2 separate regions of the Sus scrofa genome follow, and region 2 is linked to region 1. The links are chromatin contacts, called in public Hi-C maps. All regions are on one chromosome and are shown on one strand. Each heading gives the region's core, a stretch centred on a gene start, on an enhancer-like site or on the middle of the called end of the contact. The rest is flanking DNA. Distances are from core to core; before and after follow the strand shown.

Region 1 (5,954 bases), core at 3,032-5,531:
TCCGAGTCAGTGAGGCTGCTCCCAGAACCTTCACAGTTAGAGAGGAATAAGTACAGGACATTAATAAGTACACAACAGACTTTGGGATTCCATAAAGCAAAACTGAAATTCCAGAAGAGACTGGGAAAAACCTTTCAGAGTATATTTCGGCTCAGGAGGCAAAAGGCAAAGACACACATCTCTTATCAGCTGCAGCGAGAGGCTAGAGGAGAGTTGTGTCTGCATTTCTATGCAATGTGGTGGGGGCTGTTGTTGGTCTTTTCAGAATAAAACATCATTATTCAAGGAGGAGTGCATAGTGACTGACCTTTCAGTAGGCAAGCAAACAAATTTATTACAAAATGTGCTCACAGTTGTCATTTCAGAAGAAAAGGCTAAGATTTTATATGCCTGCTTCTGAAATAGTCACTTAAAAAAAAAAAAAAGAATGGCACAGGGTATAATTTTTTCTGCCCTGACCCACTGTAACATGTGGATTGATCAAAATGAATTCCCTATTTGTGTTAGAAACATTAGAAATCACTGAAGAGAAAAACTATTATGTCAAATGACTGAAATTACATGAAATTACTTAAAATGGGGGAAGATCTGAACCCCCCTATAACACATGAAAACATTCAGGAGGGAGAAATTTAAGCTACATCTATTGTCTCTGGAAATTTCATTCTGTTCTCACACAACTGAATCAATGAAGGTTATTTATAAATATGTAGCTAATAGACTTTTGAAGAACCAGATATGAATGGCAGCATACATATATGAACCTTCTTGGTTTCTTTTAAACATCATCAAACGATGGTCCTAGGACTAAGACGACTTTATTTAAATAAATTGAAAAAAAAAAAAACCCAAAACCCTGCAACTTTTTTGTTGATGACTGAAGAACTCTGAGTTTTAAGACAGAAAAACAAGAAGCAATGCTCAAGGTAATAAGTGCTTTCATGTTACCAGTTCTCATATCGGAGGGCACTGGATTGAGCTAAAGGACAAAGAGATAAGGGCAATATTGCGAGTTACTAACAAATGGCAGATAAAAGAGCTCTTCTGGGTTCTGATTAAGTGACAGCATTCTACACATTCTTTTGACTTGAGAAAGTCAGACGGAGAGCAGCAGCGAAGTTCCATGTGAAGCCCTGCTAAATAAGCATATCTGCATGCTTCCACATTCCAGCGGGACAGGGTTCCTGTCCTGGCCCCGAACAGAAACATGCTCTCTGTGCTCACAGCAAGAACCCGCCTGTGCCTCGGCTTCCATAAAAAAGCATAAATGTATATGCTGAAAGCACAGAGAGGTTTTGTGCTGTGGGATGTGGTGGCCGGGAGCCAATGTTTACAGTCCCCTGGGTGGGAAAGGCCGGGTGAAAGGCTCAGGACGGCAGGCTTTAAAAGTCTTTGCTGTTGCCGCCGGTGACCTTCGCCTCTGTTTTCAAAGCAGCTCTCAGGTTAACCCCTTGGAGTCTGCGTGCACGGGGGCTGCACAAAGGAAATACCTTTCTTTGAAGGACACCTCTCACACGCACATCGGTTTCTGATTTCAGTCGGGGCAGCTCAGAAACACTGGATAAAGAAGCATGTATTTAATCTGCTGTGGGACCCATGGGCGCGTCAGGGGTATCGGATCTGGATTTCCATGTGTGCAAGTGTTCCACAAAGTGAAAGTTTCCAGCTTCAGGCAATGGACTCAAGCTTACAAACTGGGGGATTGTGAAACACGAGCATATTTGGTCTCCCGGGGAGAAGGAAGCATCCAATTTATGCAGAAATGCTCTTTTCCTGGCTAGCCAATGAGAGGCGAGGCTATGAGAGTGGGGCTTCCTATAGGGATCTCTGGACTGGAAGAATGGTGCTTAAAATTAAAGACAGGCTAAATTGCTAACAGCCCAACTTAAAAAGCAGCTGAAGAGAAAAAGCCAATTGTAGAAATGAGAAGGGAGTTTTCCAGTTTTAAGTTAAAGCTGACCATATTCAAATTATTATTGAAGTTTCTACTGTTTCGGCTGAGGAGAATTAATAATCTTTTATACCTAATTTTTAAGACGTAAAGATCCTATTGAAAAAAACTTACCACATATGTGTGTATTTTAGTACAGTCTTTCCTAAATGACTCGAGAAGTTTTTCAATAGTAATATTATTTCAGGCCTTAAAATGTTTTCAGGACCTAAGATTTATTTTGAGAAAAAGTGGTCCGACGTCAGGGACTCAGGTCTATTTTAACAAATGCTTTGGTCCACGAGAAGTTTTGTGGATTTAAAAATGTTTAGTACATATACATGGCTCATCATTAATAATGTTGTCCCTTTATTGAACGCACAGCACACTGAACTCCTGGGGTATGGAAATGAATTGTGCAATTCTAATATCCAGAGTCTATGAATCCCTAACACATGTTTAAGGTTAAGGGTTCAGACTTCTGGAGATGGAAGTGAAAAACAGCACACACCAGAAAATGTAATTGAAACGCACAAAAGTTATTAAAATAAGTCTTATGAAAATCATTCCATCAAATACGAGACCATAATGAGAGGATCTTTCCCTTAGCATTTGGAGGTGAAGTCATGGCCTCTGCGTTACCAGGCAGCTGTCTATAGCATCATAAAGTATGCACATCCTGTGGTTAGAAGTCCACCTCTCCAAGAATGATGCTATGTGAGAATACTGTTCATTTTTTTTTTCTCAATTAATGACTGGTCTTAATAAATACTTCTGAAAACAGATACTAAAATTTCAGTTTGTCCAAGAAGGTTTAACAGTAATCAAAACCACTATCTTGGCTTTCATTACAGACCAAACAACCTGTTCCTTGCTATCTGTTGCAGAAGTCCATGGTGATTAAGTAAATACATTCGAGTCTAGGGCAGACACTGACTAGAAATAATATTTTCAAAACTAAAAGAAACCTCAGAGAGTCACAACAGAGAAGATGCAATAACAGCCAAAGTTTATCGTGGGTTTTCTACATGTCTGGCACTTCACTAAAAACTTTACAAATTTTATGTCATTTAAATCCTGGAATTACTTGTGAGGGGGGCACTGCGAGTTTAACCCACATTCTAGGTAGGAAACTGATGTTCAGAACACGTTAATAACTATAGTTAGCCACATGTCATAATAGGCTAGAATTCAAATGCAGTGTAACCCCCGAGGCTGCAGGTATGACCACTGGGCATGACAGCCATATATGCAAACAGATCACCACCACGGCAAAAGAAGCCCCCGGCAAAGTATTTCACAGCTCTAACAGTTTTGTATACATCATTACCATCATCATCATCATCATCATCATCATTGTCACTGGGGACCCCAAGGCTGATCAATCTTTCAAGAAGGAAGCTGTGTCCAGTTGCAGATTTTTCATTTTATTACTCAGTCCAAACAGTAATATTTGATTTCTAGCTGAGGGCATGAAACTGCCATACTTTGTTTCTGCAATAGATTTGTGAACATTTACATATGATTTTTGCATTTTAAATGGGTTCTATAAGACGCAAAAGGGATTGTCCTTACCACAAATTTTCGTGGTCTACGAACCAGCTGAGGGATATTTTATCTGCAGGCTATAAGATCTCATCACTCCTGGCTGGCCCCCTGACTCTCATCCTAAGTTTTCAAGACAGCGTTTCTCTTTTGTCTCCGTAAACGAATCTTGTCTATAAAAAATTGTTGTTAAATCAAAGAAATAATTGTTGCCATCTTTTATATGGTAATGACATGTCACTTAAAAGAAGTTTTCGGCTTAGACTTGGTTTTGGAAGCAGCTTCTAAATGACTAAGAACATTACAGCTATCCATGAACTTTAATTATCGCAATGTAATTATTAGGAACAACTAGTTACAACTGAGCTTCTCCACACACAGTATAAAGTTAAAACTGTACAAATGAAGCCAAAATATGCACAGCTAAAAGGAATGCTACAGGGGGGCCTCTCTTAGTGAACAAAGCAAGCTCAGTTTGGCTCTTTTTCCTTCGTGCTACCACATCCGCACATCGTTAGTTGGAAAATTCCTGATATATGCTGTAATTTTCTTGCGCTTTTTCCCCCCCAGTACACTTGTGGCTTTAATGTCCAGATGCCATTTTCCCCCTTATCTGTCCCTGTTTGGTGCTCTTCCAGCTACGGTCAACAATTAATACAGCCAAAGAAAAAATACAGTACACTCCCTGGCAACTGGTAGAGCCTCGCAGGAAATACCAAATAAAAACTTGATTATGTATTGTTTAACCATTTTGTTTGCCTGTAGGCCACCCCGTCGTTGGTGTAATTCAGACGGCCATGCTTCATCTGGACGGTCTGAGCGCTGCACCATTGTTCCCAGAGTCTGTCACGCACAATCACTGGCTTCAGCCTGTGGCCTCGAAATGAAAGGAGCAGATTTGTGGCAGCTTTCCAACCTGCATTCCTTTTAATTAGTCAACTTGTGGCCCAATGTTATAATAGATAAGTAACCTCTTAATATTCATGTAATTAATTAATTTTTTTTCTCATTCGGTTATAAGCCTTTGCATGGAGGGGGGATAAAAGCTTTTTCCTATATGGGCTCTCGTTTATGAAATAAGCATGGAACTGTTATAAAGAACATTGGAGCCCATGTTTCCATGATTCTCTATGAAGGCAGCTCCAGAAACCACAGTAGGCCCATACCTGTATTTTAACCACAGTATTTCTTGCATTTAAAATAGTAAATGAAATCTTTCTAGTGTATAAATCTGATATATGGAAGATGAATAATCTTGCCAACTTTAGCTGGGCTGGGAAGCCTCCCTTCCATTTTAACAAAAAAAACTAGCTTATTGTTGGAAGATGGAACGGTTACACTTGTTTAAGATCCCTTGCAAAAAAGCAAGGCTGACATTTAAATTGGCCAGCAGTTCTCAAAGTACTAGGAAGTTTGCTCTAGATCTGGAATAAGTCAATAATTAAACTGCTGATGCTGTTAGCTATTAGCACAGGACGAACCTTTAAAAAGATAAGTTGCTTCCTACAAATATTAATAATGTCCACTGGTCACAGGAGTAAGAATGGCTTTTAAAGCTCAATATTTAAGTTCTTTCACCTATTTAAGTTTCTCAATTAAACCAAATTCTCCTCAAAGGCAGTAATAACACTTTTACTTCTGTTAGATCCTCATGGAAAAGTACTCGTGAGTGAAATACAGATATATCTGTACTACCCCGGACTCTTAGTATCACTTCTCATGCAGTTTATGAAACATATGAAAGTCACTTCAATGATTCATTCATACACACACACACACACACACACACACACACACACTAATGTGCCTACTATATGACAAGCACTGGATCCCAGCTATAAAAAGGATACGAAGACTAAAGATATCATTTCTGCTCTCCAAAGCTCACCGTTGAGCAGGAAAGGCAGATGTGTAACTACCAATTGCATAGGCTCCTGTGCCAGGTAGAGGTACATGATTTAAGCACTTGGGTTCAAAACCCGGGTCCTCTTTTGTGAGTTGTATCACTTGGCTAAATATCTTAGACTCTCCATGCCTTTGTTTCCTCATCTGCAAAAAGGGAAATTCACAGTATGTATATCACAGAACAACTGGAGAATTACATGGTGTAAAAATCTTGAAAGTACTTTGCAGGTGCTGGTTCTATACATTTTGGCTATCAGCAAATGTTTTACATGTGTACCGACGGCACGAGGTAGGGCAGAGGGCAGGAAAGGGATATGGACTGTTACTCTGCTTCAGAGATGAGGTGCAAGGATATGACAGCCAGAGGGAGCGGCTGGAGCAGGAAGGCTGAGGAGTATGAAACTGTTTGGACCAGATCACAAAGGACCTTAAGCACCATATAATGGAGGCCAGACTTTCTCCTGAGAGGGATGGGAGGCACTAAGGAGTTTGACATAGGGCTTGCACGTCAGATCTGCATTTTTGACTGAACATTCTGGTAACTTCAAAAGATGAAATTGGATGTAATTCTTGA
Region 2 (6,354 bases), core at 658-3,157, 210 kb after region 1:
CAGCTCCAGCTGGAAACGACCCAATGTGTAACAATGATAGCATGAAGAAATAATTCATTTACAATAAAGAAAGTGAAGGAAAATTAGTTACAACATGGATGACTCTCAAAAAATATTGTTGGACAAAAGAAGCAAAACCCAAAGAAAACAAAAAGTATGATTCCATTTAAACAAAGTTCAAAAAAGACAAAATAAACTACATTATTTAAGGATGCATACTTATAGGGTAAAACCATAAGGAAAAGTAAGGAAATAAAAGATTTTCCTAAATGTTAGGGTAGTGATTACCTTGGGTGAAGGAGGAAAGGAATTGTGACTGGGGAGGTGGATTCAGGAGACTTCTGGGATGCTGCTGATACTAGACTTTTTGACCTTAATGGTAATGACATGTCAAATGGAATATAAGGGTTTTGTCTCTATCCTTGTAATTTTCACTTTGCTGTAGAGTAGAAATTGACAGAATACTGTAAATCAACTATAATAGAAAAAATAAAAATCTTAAAAAAAAAACCTCGTTAATTAAAAAAAAATGTTTCACTAGGGAACATTCTGAAGTACTAGCAATCTTCTATTTTTCATTTTTTCTTTTTCCAGTTTTGTTGATGTATAACTGACATAAAATGCTGTGCAAGTTTAAGGTGTATAACATGTTGATTTGATTTAATAAACTGCGAGATGATAACCACCATAGTGCTTATCCTGTCACGTGGTAGCTGCACAAATTCTGCCCTATCATCTTGTAAATTAAATTTACATATGACTTCTACATTTTTTTGGTTCATTGTATCTGACTCTAAAAAATACATTAAAATTCAGGAGTTCCCATCGTGGCGCAGTGGTTAACGAATCCGACTAGGAACCATGAGGCTGCGGGTTCGGTCCCTGCCCTTGCTCAGTGGGTTAGCGATCTGGCGTTGCCGTGAGCTGTGGTGTAGGCTGCAGACGCGGCTCAGATCCCGCGTTGCTGTGGCTCTGGCGTAAGCCAGTGGCTACAGCTCCGATTCGACCCCTAGCCTGGGAACGTCCATATGCCTCGAAAGCGGCCCAAAGAAATAGCAAAAAAAAAAAAAAAAAGACCAAAAAAAAAAAAAAATACATTAAAATTCAAAAACTTTCACGAATTACTCTGTCTACAAAGTTCTGACTCCTTCATCTGAAATTTCAAATTCCTCTATATACTGATGACTTTTCAGTCTTTGTAATCCTAACTCCCACTTCTGTCTTCAGTGGAAACCCAAAAAACCCCAAACAAAACAAAACAAAACAAAACAAAAGCCCCAACAGATCCTAATTTTACTAAATTGCCTTTACAAGAAAATAAAGGAAAGAAAATTGACCTTTCCTCTTACTCTTTATTTGAAAGTAAATGGGGGAGGATGTTGAATTGCCTACCACATGTTTTTCTAAGATGAATCAGAGCAGGATGAGATGCCTGCTTAGTCTTTGGCTATAGTGAATATGTGTCTGTGATAACAGTTCTCAAAAAAGAACACATTTCTCCCAAGTTTTTATCTAGCTGGCATTATGATTAGAACTTTCTTTCAGTAAAAAAATGGCTAAAGTCAAGTATAGGGGATGCTAGATGTTAGTTTGTGCCCACCAAAGCACAGTGAGATAAATGACCCAAATTGAGCCCCGAGTCTACAGGCACAGACTATCAGTTTCACACTTACTCATAGTCAACTTCACACTTAGATGCCACTGAAACAACAGGGCCAAATGTTCCTGGAAAATGGGACTTCTTAGACATTCACAGACATTTGGTGTGAATACCTGAGCCCCATGCTCGGGTGGAGATCTCAGCAACAAGATTGATGGGCAGCTTCCAGGGGAAAAAATGAGGGAGGAGCAGGATGTGGTCTTGGTGATTCAGAAGCGCCCCCCCCTTCTCCACCACGAGTTTGAGTCAGCATGCAGCCACATGGCCCCACATGGTACAGTGATGGCTCTCAATGAGCTGTCATCCCAGGTCCTCTCCACTTGCCTTTGTTAAAGCACTTGGTGATTTCAGAAGCCCAATTTGCATATGGGTAGTTTTATTCTGTCTTTCTAAATTAGTCAAGCAGCAAATGGTTAAAGCATTCTGATCTACAGGATATGGGGGCATGAAGTGTTGCTGGACATTTTAATACTTGCTGGCCTCACCTTGTTCTTAAAGTGATGAAGTAACAGCATGGATCTGGAGGTGACCAAGAAGAGTAGTAGAGCTCCTAGATGTTAGAGGCAAGGGGACTGGGTTCAAATCCATGCTCATCACTCTGAACTTGTGATTTTCAGAGTAAGCACAAATCACCCCTTTTTGGCCCCAGGGCATGCACAGTATACTCTTAATGTGATTGGTGCAGTGGGAAACTAGGGTCACCCTTGCAGTGCAACAGTGGTGACAGTTCCCACTAGCTCCAGCCAAGTGGTGGCAGTTCTGCTGGTGCCTGTGTCTGGGTCCCAGAGCTGTCAGAGGGGTCAACCTGACCAGTGTTTGGTATAAACTTGATTTGGAGAACTGCTCATGACTGCAGAGTCCTCAATGAGCCATGCTGGCAATTCTGGGAGTTTTACAATGACTTTTCAGCACATTGCTTTTTGCTTAAACCAAACTTTTGGTTTCTTTTAAATGTAACAAAGGATACTGACTAATACAATGACCTTGGGAAAATTCATTAAGTTTTCTCAACCAATTTTCTCATCTGTAAAGTAGTTTAATAATATTTACCTCTTAAGGTTAGCGGGAAACTTAAATGTTACTGCATGCAAGCACTCATCATGGTGCTGGTCCACAGTAAGGGCCCCTGAGATATTAGCTATTACAGGAAGATTGGACTGCTTATAGTAAGAGTGAATCTTGGTATAAGAAGGTCCTCACATTTATTTATCTTAGAGTTAGGAAAGATAGATAGCTACTAATTGCTGAGTCATGGGGTAGGCATGGGCTTAATTTAACTGGCAACAAAATTTCCAAAGTAGTTTCACTAACTGATACTCTCAAGCATTCTATGAGTTTCTGTCCCTCTACATCCTAACACTTGTATTGCTGACTTTTTAAATTTTAGCCACTCTGGGGTGTGTGTCAAGATATTCTGTAAAGTTTTCAACTTGCATTTTACTGATAACTAATCATGTTGACATGTTTTCATGTTCACTCGCCATTTGGATAGCCTCTTTTATAAGAATCCTATTCACGTTTTTTACCCTTTCTTTAAAAAAACTGAGTTTTTCTTATTGATTTATAAGAAATCTGTACACACTCTAGATCAGACTTACTTCTTTTACTTAGTAATATGCATTTAAGTTCCTCTATGACTTTTTATGGCTTGATAAATTATTTCTTTTTTAGCACTGAATAATATTCCATTGTACCACGGTTGGTTGTTGTTTTTTTTTTTAGGGCTGCATCTGAGGCATATGGAAGTTCCCAGGCTAGGGGCTGAATCAGAGCTGTAGCTGCCGGCCTATGTCATAGCAACATGGGATCTAAGCCCCATGTGCAACCTATACCACAGCTCACAGCAATGCCAAACCCTTAACCCACTGAGCAAGGCCAGGGATAGAACCCATGTCCTTGTGGATACTAGTTGGGTTTGTTAACTGGTGAGCCGCGACGGAAACTCCCAGATGTACCACATTTTATCTACTGATTCACCTACTGAAGGACTTTTTGATAGCTTCCGTTTTGGCAATTATGAGTAAAGCTGCTATAAAAATTTGTGTGCAGGGTTTTGTGTGAAATTAAGTGTTCAATTGCTCTGCGTAAATACCAAGGAGTATGACTGCTGGATTACATGGTAATTGTAGGTTTAGCTGTAACTGTAGGTAATTGTAATAGTTTAGTAAGAAACTGCCTGTCTTTCAAAGCAGCTAAACCATTTTGCATTCCCATCAGCAATGAATGAGCATTCCTGTTGCTTCACACCCTCATCAGCCTTTGGTGGTGTCAGTGTTCTGTATTTTAGCTATTCAAATAGAAGCACAGTGGCATTTCATTGTTGTTTTAATCTGCATTTTCCTGATGACATGTACTGTGGAGCATTTTTTCATATGTTTATTTTTTTGGCCATGCCCATGGCATGTGGAAGTTCCTGGTTCAGGAATTTAACCCACACCATAGCAGCAAGCAAAGGCACAGCAGTGACAACCTCAGCTCCATAACCGACTGAACCACCAGGGAACTCCTTCATATACCTATTTTTCATTGGTATATTTTCCTTGGTGAGGCATCTGTCATGACCTTTGGCCCATTTTATAATCTGGTTGTTTTCTTATTGGAGAATTTTAAAAGTTCTTAATATATTCAGGATAACAGTCCTTTATCAGATACGTCTTTTGCAAATATTTTCTTACAGTCTGTAGCTGGTCTTATCATTCTCCTGACATTGTCTTTTGCAGAGCAGAAACGTTTTTAATTTCAAAAGTCCACTTATCCATTACTCTTCTCGTAGATCATTACTTTGGTGTTGTATATAAAAAGTCATTGCCATACCCAGCCAAGGTCATCTGGGTTTTCTCCCTTGTTATCTTATAGGAGCCTTATAGTTTTGTGTTTTACATTTAATGCTATGATTCACTTTGAGTTAGTTTTGGTGAAGGGTACAAGGTCCTTGCCTAGATTCTTTCTTCTTCTTGTTTTATTTTGTATGTGGATGTCCAGTTGTTCCAGTATCATTTGTGACTATTTTTGTTCTATTGTTATTGCCTTTGCTCCTTTGTCAGATCAGTTTACTATCTTCATAAGGTCTATTTCTGGGCTCTCTATTCTGTTCCACTGATTTATTTGTCTGTTCTTTCACCAATACCACACTGTCTTGATTACAACTACCTAGACACTCCCAGTGTGGAAAATAAAGCTCATTACATACAGGATGGATTTACGGTCCAGTATCTATTTGACCTGTTGTCCATGGAACCAGAGGTAGTTTATTTGTGACCAACTTAAAATGTATTAGTTTGTCCTCTTTCAGTGGTAAGTGACAGAAACCCAGTTCAAACATCAGCAAAGGAAGGAATGTTTTGGCTCACAAGAATGATGAAGGACTGAAGTGGAACAGGCATCAGATATATTCCAAATCTCTCTCTCTCCCCGTCTCTCTCTATTTCTTCACTTCTTCCTCACCTTTCCCTCTTATTTAGAGGGTTTTAAACACTAAGAAAAATTTAAAAATGAAAAAAAAAAAAGAAACAAAACCAGAACACCTCCTACTACCTTAAAGAATAACTCTTTCATTTCTTTTAAGTTTTTGTTCAAATCTCCCTTTCTCATAAGGCTGACCAACCCTCTCGTTATTCAACACCAAAACCTACCTCCTCCATCCTAGCATTCCTGATCTTTTTTACCCCGGCCCACTTTTACATTTTCTCCACTTACTACTTCCTAACATACTGTAGTATTTTCTTATTTATGTTTTAAATGTATTCTCTCTCAGCTGGAATGTTATTAGTTCTACAAGGGTAGGACTCCTGTATATTTTATTTATTGAGATATTCTAAGCACTTAGTATAGGGCAGCAATCCACATGGTAGGTGCTCAATAAACACTGCTGAGTGAGTGAAAGGGAGTTTATTATCTCATAAGAAGTCCCAGTTTGGTTGGTCTTGGGCTTGTTGGTTTTGTGGCATAATTGAGAACCATGCTCTTTATACCATTCCTGTCTGCTATCCTCAGTATGCCGTGTTGGTCTTTTAGACTAGCTCTCTCCATGGCTGCAAGATGGCTGCTGCAGTTCTGGGTATCACATCTCAACAAGACACATCCAGCAGAAGCAGAATGATGGCTGTACTATCTGCGTCTTATTTATCTCCTTTTTTCTTCTGTAATCAATGAGGAGACATGCATTATTTTTCTTTTCTATCTTTTTTTTTTAATGGCCTCACCCATGGCATACAGAAGTTCCAGGGATTAAATCCAAGCTGCAGCTGTGACCTATGCCACAGCTGCAGCAACATCAAATCTTCAAATCCCCTGTGCCAGGCTGGGGATCAAACCCATACCTCTGCAGCAACCCAAGTCACTGCAGTCAGATTCTTTTTTTTTTTTTTTTTTTTTTTTTTTTTTGTCTTGTTGTTGTTGTTGTTGTTGTTGCTATTTCTTGGGCCGCTCCTGCGGCATATGGAGGTTCCCAGGCTAGGGGTCGAATCGGAGCTGTAGCCACCCGCCTACACCAGAGCCACAGCAACACGGGATCCGAGCCGCGTCTACAACCTACACCACAGCTCACGGCAACGCCGGATCGTTAACCCACTGAGCAAGGGCAGGGACCGAACCCGCAACCTCATGGTTCCTAGTCGGATTCGTTAACCACTGCGCCACGACGGGAACTCCTGCAGTCAGATTCTTAACCCACTATGCCACAGCAGGAACTCCTG

Evidence for each region. A called contact is a pair of places that touch in the nucleus more often than the background predicts.
Region 2: a Hi-C map of embryonic fibroblasts shows a contact between it and region 1, with 2.2 times the contacts expected there. The contact joins two enhancer-like sites. A contact is called at or near these places in 1 of 47 Hi-C or Micro-C datasets (embryonic fibroblasts) and 1 of 2 datasets of contacts at active chromatin or transcription factors (alveolar macrophages).

The regions. Positions count from the first base shown.
Region 1 is chr9:72,612,465-72,618,418 of Sscrofa11.1, forward strand. The region is part of intron 4 of CDK6 (a long non-coding RNA gene); the gene reads right to left. Among named protein-coding and RNA genes, the nearest start is that of FAM133B, 110 kb to the left of the region's middle. Within about 2 kb of position 4,282, at least 31 of the 83 cell types and tissues checked have an H3K27ac peak or open chromatin away from gene starts, as enhancers often do. A contact at or near this core is called in embryonic fibroblasts, where this site is marked.
Region 2 is chr9:72,823,879-72,830,232 of Sscrofa11.1, forward strand. All of the region lies in intron 2 of LOC102161391 (a long non-coding RNA gene), which reads right to left. Among named protein-coding and RNA genes, the nearest start is that of CDK6, 61 kb to the left of the region's middle. Within about 2 kb of position 1,908, at least 15 of the 83 cell types and tissues checked have an H3K27ac peak or open chromatin away from gene starts, as enhancers often do. A contact at or near this core is called in embryonic fibroblasts, where this site is marked.